3 separate regions of the Gossypium hirsutum genome follow, and all the other regions are linked to region 2. The links are chromatin contacts, called in public Hi-C maps. All regions are on one chromosome and are shown on one strand. The core of a region is the stretch at or near the end of the contact, and the rest is flanking DNA. Distances in the headings are between cores, read along the strand shown. Region 1 holds the start of LOC107938343 (cellulose synthase A catalytic subunit 3 [UDP-forming]). Region 2 holds the start of LOC107930087 (transcription factor MYB83). Region 3 holds the start of LOC107938342 (nuclear transcription factor Y subunit A-4).

Region 1 (3,372 bases), core at 44-2,543, 160 kb before region 2:
TTCAAATTTATAGATAAAGATGTAATTAGTTATCAAAGTGAAAAAAAATAGACCAAAGTAGATCTAGTGGGCAACTTCGGGGGGGAAATATTATATAAACCCTATTAACTTTTCTAGGCGAAGACGCAGTTGTAGAAAATGAGAAAAAGGGGGGTTGGTCCGCTTGAACAAAAGGGCAAACAGAGTCTACACTGACCATTCCACACATAAATTAAACTGCTAGTATTAAGAAAAAGTCCCCCTCCGTTAATTTTTCTTCCTCCGGTCCTTTGAACCGTAATGCCAATGCGTTCCAGCTGTTTAATTTGAACGGTCCGACCCTCCGAACCGAAACAAAGTGCAAAAAAAAGACACTACTATTTTTAAATAAATTTAAGGGGTAATGTAACTTTTGACCTTCAACTTAAAGGTTTATATTGGTTTCTGATTTTTTTTTTAACTATTTTAACCCTTAAACTTAAAATTTATTATTCATTTAAGACTATTTTGATAATGATCATGACAAAAAGAAAGAGATAATGTAACTTTTGACCCTTAAACTTAGTAAGTAGGTTTACATTGGCCCTTGAACTTGATAACTAGGTTCATTTTGGAATTGATACCTTTTTCTTTTGTTCACTTTGGTACTTGAACTTGACAACTATGTCCATTTTGATTCTTGAACTTGAAAATTTTAAAAGTTTGATGATATGGCACTATGAGTTTGAAAAATAAAAAAGTTTTAGACAATAATGTGGTACAATATCAGAGTGTCATATTCAGTGTTTTAATAATCGAACCTATGGTTGAACAGGTCAGACCACCAGTTTTCAATTCAACTAGTTCGATCGGTTTGATTGTCAAACCAACAATAATTAAATAAATAATTAAAAGTTGACAAAAATCTAAAAAGAAAAATAAAAAACCAATTTTACTTGGTCCAACGATTGAATCGATCGAATTGGTTGAATCGAGAACTAGTGGTCTAACATGTTCAACTATCGGTTCGGTTATTAAAACACTGAATATATGACACTCTAAGGTTGTACCACACTATTATCTAAAATTTTTATTTCTCAAGTAATAATATGACACAGTCTCAAAGTACCACATCATCAAACTTTTAGAATTTTCAAGTTCATGGATCATAATAAACTTAATTGTCAAGTTCAAGAGCTAAAATTACATTATCTCTTTTTTTTTCACATATTTTCAAGTTTAGAAATCAAAGTAAAACAAGTTCAAGAGGCAATATGAACTTACTTACCAAACAAAAGTTATATTATCCCTAAATTTAATTTTAAAGCAAGTAGTATTACTATTTTTCAAAATAAAATTAAGGAAAGAAATGATTGGGTGTAAATGATCTGTCAGTTAAGGCTTCTTCCTCATTTCATCTTCTCTTTCTAATATGCCTAACCTTTAAACGACTGTCGGTGGGGTGTTGAAAGAGCTGGTATCGTAGTTTCTCTGTCGCTTTCGTCACATAAAATTTTCTCTTTGCTTACAGCTATCATTTAGTTAGGGAATAATAAAACAAATCTTTAATTATTTTGATTTCTATTATATTATTTGGAGGCAGAGTGATAAAAGGGTGTTAACTGCTGCTTTGAATTCCTGCTCTCTTTCCTCCTACATTGATTCTTCATTTCCAAGGTTTGTATTGTAGATCAGATTTCCCTTTCTCTCGTTGCTTTCCGGCTAGATCTGATGTTGATTTGCTCTCATTTTTGCAAAGAGATCGAATCCATTGTTTTCGTTTTCGTTTTCGAGTTCGATTTGGCGTTTGACCATTAAACTCCTTCAGTCCATTTTTTTAAAAGGTCATTTTGTTTTGATCGACGATATTTTCGTGGCTTATTCACGGATTTGTTTAAACTTTTTGAAATATTATTCATCAGATCTTTTGTTCTAAAATTTAGAACTGGAGTGTTTAGTTCTTCCTATTTTGTCCGTCTTATTTTGCATCGAAATTTCTGATTGTGTTTTCTTTGACGAATGCGTTGACTTAAAGCTCGTAGTTTTCTGTTCGTTTAAGATGTTTGGATTTGGACCTGTAAATTGCTTTGTCGGTGCTTTGCTATTTGTCGGTTCAGTTAGAATTATTAAGGAATCTACTTTATTGACTCAATCAAGTGGCAGTTTTGAGTGCATTAGAAGAATGATTATATAGTCGAATATCTAACAAAAAGATTTTTTTACTGTTTTTTTTTAAAAATTTCTTTTGTAGGGAAGTGCTTTGAGTCATTTACAGTCCTAGCTAGAGAATGATAAACTGTTTCCCGTTATTTGTTTTTTCAGATTTGAGCAAAAAACGTACTCTTGAAGTGGAGGATTCATTGTGATTTTCTGTTGTGAAATAAAGGCATGCACACATCTTGTTGAATTTGGACAGCTATTTGTATCCATTGTTCCCAACTGACCAAAGGTGCAGGTGACAATGGAATCAGGAGATATTGGGGTATGTATTGGAAGAAATTTTCACAGCTCTCTCTGATCTTCAGTTTGCTTTATTGATTAGAAAATTGATGATAACAGAAAATTAAGCCACATATTGATGATAACAGAAAATTAAGCCACATAGTAGAAGAGGAGTTCGAGTGTACTTTGTTTGCAAATGATATACTCACTTTCTTATGAAATTACAACCTAGTTATCACTGCTCGCAATGATTTCTCTACACTTGGATATGTGTTCTTACTTATAGTTGGCCATATCTGCTAGATGTTTATACTTTGATTACTGGAGGTTTCATTTTTTTGCCGAATATTTGATTTGTTACTCTTTGATTGATCAGGGCAAGCCCATGAAGAATCTTGGTGGCCAGGTGTGCCAAATCTGTGGTGATAATGTTGGAAAAAATGCGGATGGTGATCCATTCATTGCTTGCGATGTATGTGCATTTCCTGTCTGCCGCCCTTGCTATGAATATGAAAGGAAGGATGGGAATCAGTCATGCCCTCAATGTAAAACCAGATACAAGAGACACAAAGGTAGTTTTGAGAATTTCTTTTTCACTAGATATTGACTTGGTTTTCTTAACTTCCGCACATACACACTCAATATTACATTTGTGTGATTCTTTGTTGTTTGCACGAGTTGCATATAACACCAAGTATTAAACAGATTTTCTCATTACGTTATTCTCTTACCTTTCAATATAAAATTTCAATTATATTAATCACTAATTTTTTTCATTGTCTCTATGATTCCAGGTAGTCCTGCTATCCTTGGAGATAGAGAAGAGGATGGTGATGCTGATGATGGTGCTAGTGATTTCAATTACTCTTCAGAAAACAAAAACCAAAATCAGAAGCAGAAAATTTCAGAAAGAATGTTGAGCTGGCATGCAACATATGGTAGAGGGGAGGACGTTGGTGCTCCAAATTATGA
Region 2 (3,849 bases), core at 315-2,814:
TCCATCAAACCCTCTAAGTCCCATTCTCCCATTCTCAAGTTTTCCCCTTCCCAATGATGATTTTCTAACCCAAACGCCTCCCCTACTTTAAAGCTTTGATCAGTGTTGTTGAAGCAAGTATTATTATTATGGTGGTGGTGGTGGTTGTTGTTATTGCTTTTCCTATCAATGCTGTTAATGGCAGTATTGCTCTCTTCAATGCTTCTACTCTCAAGTGGAGGAAGTGAAAAGTCCCCTTCCAACGCTATTTTTCCTGGCTCTAAAACCCCATAATCCCCATATAATGCCTCTCCCAAACCACCTTGTGCCAAGCATGTAGGCACATCCAATAAACCTGCTGCACCGCCCGTTATATCGTAACGGTTGATGTTGAGCAAGGGGAACGGATCGAATTGGTTGCCTGTAACCATCGGTGGCATGGATATTGTTGATGATGAGGATATTGAGTCCACGCAAAAGGTCATCGCGTGATGTTCGTGCAGAGGGAAAATCCCTCCTACGACATCCCTGGGCTCCGATGAATCACTGTTGTTGGGTGATGAGGATGTGGATGTGTTGTTTTTCAATCTTTTCTTTAGTGTTGAGTTCCAGAAATTCTTTATTTCATTATCAGTCCTTCCTGGAAGACGAGCCGCGATTTGAGACCACCTGCAAATTTTGGAACCAAATTAAACATAATAAGACATCACATGTATCTATCTATAACCAGTATACAATATAAAGTTTTCAACAGAGATGTTAACATTGTTGCATTAAACATGATTTGACACATATCTCAAAGTGAAAATGAAAATGAAACCCCAGAAAAAATGAGTGGTGCACATGATGGCTGGTGCCGGTGTGTGGCCGGTCACTGGTGATCATTTTTTGCAAATGCATGAAGTTTTCTGGAGGGGAAGATTATAGATCAGAAGTGCCATATTCCATGGGATTGAATAGCCCTTAACTACCCTTAACTATCTTAGCTTAAACAAAGGCTATATAAATTTCGAATATAATATTCATAAGCGATTCTAAATAATGAACTACACCAAGATACATAAATATGCGTATGTCATTGGCCTTTTGGAAGAGAAATTGAATAGAAATAGAACCTGTTTCCAAGAATGGAATGCAAATGTATGATAAGCTCTTCTTCTTGAGGAGAGAAGGCGCCACGTTTGAGATCAGGTCTCAAGTAATTAATCCAACGAAGGCGACAACTTTTGCCACACCTTTGCAGACCAGCATTCTTAGCAATGTCACTCCAGCAGCCTTGTCCATTGGTTAACATGTACTTCATGAGTTTCTCGTCCTCTTCTGGTGACCACAACCCCTTCCTCAGCTTCATCTTGTTGGTGGTGCTGGTGTTGTTTTTTGGCATATTAGGATCAGGCTTCCTCATTGCACAGTTGGGTGTCGATCTGATGTAGTGGAGCCTTTTCCAATCTTTTTAACTGGTTGGATGGAGATAAGAGAGAGGTATAATATAGGTGAATGATGTTTGCAGCGGAGAGAGAAGGGGGAAAGAAGGCTTGATGGGGTGGTAATGGTGATGATGATAGTGATGGGATTGTGGGGTTCGTTTGCTTTGGAATATGAATATATTTATATATGTGTTGAGGGAAATGGAAAAAGGGAGTGTTTGTTGGTTGATGGGTAGAGTGGAAAACGGATTGGAGGGGGACCTCCCTTACCCTCACACATAGGATTGAGGGATGGTATGGTTGGTCGTCTTGTCTTTGACTCTATCTTGTCTTTTTCGATGCATTTTTCTTCACTCACAAGGTAATCATCATATGCATACGAGACACCACCAGTTTTGCTTCCACTTCACGTAATGCTCTCTCTCTCTCTCTCACAAACCACACGTGTTTTTGAAGGATAAGCCTATGCCCCATTAATTGTACACATGGAAAGAGAGAGAGAGACTGCCTGCAACACAGACCAGATGAGACTTACAGACAGACACATAGAAGAACAGCAATCCAAAACAAATGGTCAAATACTGTTTTTAGTCCTTATATTATGCATAAGTTACAAATTTAATTCATATACTCTAATTTGATCTATTTTTTTCTATTTTCAAAATTTCAATCTTGGGCCAAATGGTAACAGCCAAAATCATTATGATTAAGTTGTGGATTTAGTACATGTTTTCTAATTTGATCATTTTTAGTCGGTATTCATTAACTAAAATAGTATGACCTTCTTTGCACTGTTTTCTGAACTAGATTGGACTGAAAATCAGTTAGGGTATCGATTTTGAACAAAGTGTTGGATCGGTTGACTCACAAATCGTTCGAATTGGTTGAATCGAATTTTCTCATTTTTTAATTTTTAAAATAATTTATTTAATTGAACTAACAAGCCAGTTAGACCAATTCGACTACAGTCTGATTCTAAAAATTTTGCTTTTTTGTGGGTATTATATAAAAATAGTAATGTGGCATACCATTACGCATGTACAATATATTTGCGTCATAAGATTTTAGAAATGAAAATTTTTAACATAATGAACTTAACAACTATCATTAGTCCATATCAAAATTTTCAAAAAATATAAGGACTAAAAATATCAAGACTAAATCTGTAACATACTATAATTTTAAGGACTAATAGAGGAATTTGACCAAAACAGAAACTACTTTGACCCTCCTCTAACCTCCCCCTATACAATAATAATGTAATACCTTTTAGCTTTTAGGATCCTTAGTCTCCCTCCACATAAATGTTATACATCTCTGTTGGTTTTCCAGATGAGAAACGTGAATAACATAATCTGGATGCATGGTTCATCGTATTTGGAACATGAACCAAATAATTAACTCAAATATGCCCATATCTACGCCACCCCGGTCCCTCCTAGCAGTACTACCCCCTTTCTTCTTTCATTCTTTTGGTCTAAAAAGCATTCTTTTCCTTCAAGGGATCTTTCTGTTAATAGTAAAGTAGTCCCATTACCATTACTAAAAAATATATATGTGCAAGTACAATACCTAATAGCATATCTAAATTAAGCAACTGATCCAAATGATATGATTATCATCAAACCAGCAGTTAATATTAATTATTACTTCAGTTGAGACTATGTACGCAATATATGTTATACAGCGGATTAGGTTTAGGTTTTATTTTATTTTATTTTTTTAATACTTAGGGTTTTAAAATTTTATAAAATATTTATTTAATTTTTAGAATTATATTAATAATAATATATATACACATTATAAATGAAAAAAAATAAATCATAATCTATTATTAAGTCTAAAAAAACAACGACTTATATTTGACAGTAAATTTTTATTGACTGTTAGGGAAGTCTTTCCCTAATACAAAACGCCTATATATTGTCCACATTGGCCTATTTTTCATTTTTCATTTATTAATGCTACCTTATATTAAATGTCTTTATTTTGACACACAAAAGATGATATTGACAGGACAGCCGTTCACAGACCCAGGCATTATAATTATTTGATATTACTTTATCAATCAGGTTTCCCTTCCCTTGATCAACAATAATCTTCACAAGGCCCATATGATATAATATACCCAAAACTTTCATTGTCCTTTTTCTTTTTTATTTGTTTCCCTTTGCTTACCAAATTGCCTTCCTTTCCTGCATGCCAAGGAGAAAATTGCATGTAACGTTTCCACTCAAGTTTATCTGATATGTATGAGAGGGATCTTAGTCAAATTATTCAAAGTATAAATATTGTATTTATGTATTTGGACAGCGATTGCCACAAATTGTGGCAAAAAGTGAGGGGAAAACTGTCAAGCTACTCAAATGTTTCAAAAGTATCCTCTTCATCATATCAACAGCTGTCGAGGGGGAAAAAAACCAATCTTTTTCATGCTTGTAAG
Region 3 (3,374 bases), core at 649-3,148, 250 kb before region 2:
TTCCATCTTTAACTATTATGAGAAATCAGAGCTTGTGATCCTACATTGATCAGATTCTCTTTCTTGAAATTACCTTCATTGCCCAAGTCCCCATGAGCCTGTGAATGCACAGCTCCATTTGCCACTGAACCATTTAGTTGTTCTACAGAAGGCGACTTCGAGGCAGCTTCAACAAAGGGGTTAGTCCCAACTCCTTTCCACCAGGGTTCAGAGTAGGCAGTTGACTGCAACACACTTTGAGCCCCATGGTCTATCTGCTGATCATCATTCCCTGGTTTTGCTGGCATTTCTCACGACTTATTCTGAAATTCAGAAATTACAATTAGAGAGCTAAATAGCCCAAACATAGAATTTTACTTATGAGATATAAATAGAGGGAAGAAAAAAGAAGAAGAACCAAAATCAACAATGATCTCAACTAACTTCCCACTCACTATCATCTAATATAACATAACTTATGTGCAAATCTGATGTTGACTTCCATCAAAATTCATAAATAAAAAAAAAGATTAATTGATTAAACATGAATCATATGCATAACACAAAAACATCAGAAAATTCTCACAGGAAAATTTTAAAATTTATGTTAAAATGAAGGCGGGTGGATCATTCCATTAATTCAAAGTTCAACTGATATAAAAATTTAGAACTTCGACAATCAAAACTAGCACCTAAAAAAGAAACTGATCCTCGAAATCTTATTCAAAATCAAGCCGAACTTAATACAACAGGGTAATTCAATTTCTAATTTTGCATCTGGTTATCTCTAATTCCACCCCCCACAATTCATGCTAATCTTCTTATCTCCTCCAAATTTCTCATCAAAAGAGCAAATTCCCATAACATCAAACCAAAAAGGGAAGTTTTTTACAAGATGCTAAATTAAAACCCTAAGATGACTCGAAAATTTTGAATCAAAAACAGGAAAAAGAAAGATCTTTTAAGAGAATAAATTTAAAAAAGGATAAAAACAGAGAACTTACAGTAAAAGAAGAAAAAGAAAAAGAAGATTGGAATTGGAGAAGCAAATGCCTAGAGATTGATTCAGTTTGGCTCTCTCTCTGCAACCATAACAGAGACATAGAGAAAGACAAATCTATCAAGCTTAATAAATTATCTTTATTTATATGTTTAAAATTTTAATAAGAGGTTTTTATTTGTTTCATTGACACAAATGTCGAACTTTTTGTCTTTTATAAGGTAGAAACTGAAGCTGTAACTACGAACCTTTCCAAATTTCTCCAAATAGATTAATTTATCACACAAATTACTTTATTTTATACTTTTTCGAATATTTATATTTATAATATAATTATGAATTGCAACGTTTTTTTACATATATTTTATGAAAATTAAAAATTTAATCCAATTAATTAGCATTGTTAAACCTGATTTAAAAATTAATTTATAAGGAATTAACAAAAATCAATAATTTAGAATTTTAGATGTAACAAATTAATAAAAACTAATAATTGAAATTCATGTTTTTATCAACAATTAAACTAACTTTTAAATTTCTATAAAATATAAAAATAAAATCCTAAAAATTAATTATTAGTATATAAATGTAAAAAAGACCTCGTTGTAATTAAATATTCCTAAAAAAGAAAAAATGGTTAAATAGTGGGAAATACTTAAATCAAACAATGTTATCGGGTACATATAAGATAAAATAATAAAAATAAAGTAGTGGGTGGAGATGATTTTATGGTAGTGGGTCAAGCAAATAAGTAGGCAGTGGGAATTTCAACTTGTCATCATCTCTTTTTTCCAACGGCTGTGGAGTGGACTCCTTTCTTTTGCTTCTTTTTAAGATCATACTATTTTCAGCAAAGCTTCAGCTACAATTCCTTCTTTTTCTAATCATACAACTCTGGTTGAGGAGCTTTTGTCAAGTGTTATTCAATTCTTTTTCTTCCCTTTTTTCATAATTAATACTCATTACCCGATTATACAGATCCAAGGAACTGTTGAAAATGGCAAAATTAGAACTAGGGTTGGGTTTGGATCCGAGACAGATTCCAAGAGGCGCTCTTTCTTCTTCTTCTTTTATTATTATTATTATTAAATTCCAGTTTTATTACATGACAAAAAAGAGTGGCGTGGACACCGGACAGAGAGACATGGTTGACAGCGGTGACACATGTTATGCACACACCACGTGTCGTGTGATCAGGATGACATCGTTGAGGTCCATGTTATTTAGATCTTGCCACGTTCTTACTATTTTTTATCATTCTGTCTTTTTCACTTGCCAACCATCGTCGCTTGCTTAACGGCGTTTTATGTCCCCCTTTAACCACGCCATTATTGTTTTCATCCTAGGTAACAAGACACCCCCCAAAACAATTAACTGTAGGTGGAATAATTTTCTTGATCCAAATCTGTACATTATCAACTAAACCAAAGAACTTATTCCCTTTCAAAAATAGTAGAAAATAATAAGAGAGTGTAAACGTCGAGGCAGTCGCAGACGAAAGCGTAGGTATGTCTTATACAGTTGAGACAGGGTAAGAGGCTACGCAGTAGCAACTACCAAACTAAGTACACTACTAGCATCAGTTATGGATGGAGGAATTGATATTGTATTAAAAAGATTGCTGCGCTTTAGTCAACATCACCAGACTAGAGGCCCTCTCATCATCATCGACACATATGTAATGTAGATGTAGATTTTACTTTTTCTCACTTCTTACGCTATGCAAATGAAAAGAAAGCCTTGCTTTTCCCTTTTTGTTTTACTAATAAAGGAAACAAAATTAAACCACCCACCTCATTTGTATTAATAAATAAAACTCCATTCTCCATAAGAAAACATCGCACACCACCTAAAAAACTTTCACATTCTTTTAGCAGCCTTTGTAAGATAACCACTCTTCCTCTATTTGGTGAGTTGATAGGCAAAGCTTTTACTACGATTTACAGGCTGAGCAGCAGAATGAACAAAAACAAATTTACAAGTTTCAACTGAAATTGGTATCTCAGCATGTCGCTACCAACTCTCCCAAGGCCACTACGGTGTCAGCACAGAAAAGGGTTACTCTACAAGACTTTTACTTAATTCACCTGAGTCTCACCTACAATCATGGAAACATGCCCTCGAGGTACTTATCAAAGTCTTCGTCACCATCGTCACTTTCATGATTGATAGCTGAAGATGATGCCCTTTTACCTGGAAAAAAAGAATGGAGAAAATAACAATGACAATGAACACATCTGAATTCAGGTGTACCTAAACATGTGAAAACTAATGGTCTAATATAAGGCCTAAGGGTGCCCTCTACTCCCCCAGCTAGGCCGGATTGACAAAGCCAAGTTATCAGTCATTACAACACTCGGTAACCTTGATAGGGGATTATTTTTAGCTTAACGAA

The links. A called contact is a pair of places that touch in the nucleus more often than the background predicts.
Region 1: a Hi-C map of leaf shows a contact between it and region 2, with 1.6 times the contacts expected there. The contact joins the promoter of LOC107938343 here to the promoter of LOC107930087 in region 2. A contact is called at or near these places in 3 of 34 Hi-C or Micro-C datasets (callus and leaf).
Region 3: a contact with region 2 is called in a Hi-C map of leaf, with 2.9 times the contacts expected there. The contact joins the promoter of LOC107938342 here to the promoter of LOC107930087 in region 2. A contact is called at or near these places in 10 of 34 Hi-C or Micro-C datasets (callus, hypocotyl and leaf).

What each region holds. Positions count from the first base shown.
Region 1 is chrA08:108,112,073-108,115,444 of Gossypium_hirsutum_v2.1, forward strand. LOC107938343 (cellulose synthase A catalytic subunit 3 [UDP-forming]) reads left to right here and starts at 1,294. Exons shown (of 15, transcript XM_016871462.2): 1 at 1,294-1,635; 2 at 2,281-2,440; 3 at 2,777-2,972; 4 at 3,195-3,372. The coding sequence starts at 2,420.
Region 2 is chrA08:108,267,451-108,271,299 of Gossypium_hirsutum_v2.1, forward strand. LOC107930087 (transcription factor MYB83) reads right to left here and starts at 1,565. Exons shown (of 2, transcript XM_016861651.2): 1 at 1,095-1,565; 2 at 1-648. The coding sequence starts at 1,384.
Region 3 is chrA08:108,019,297-108,022,670 of Gossypium_hirsutum_v2.1, forward strand. It overlaps LOC107938342 (nuclear transcription factor Y subunit A-4), which reads right to left and starts at 1,899. Exons shown (of 7, transcript XM_016871460.2): 1 at 984-1,899; 2 at 74-302. The coding sequence starts at 287. It overlaps LOC107938335 (protein FRA10AC1), which reads right to left. Exons shown (of 11, transcript XM_016871448.2): 11 at 2,760-3,172. The coding sequence ends at 3,084.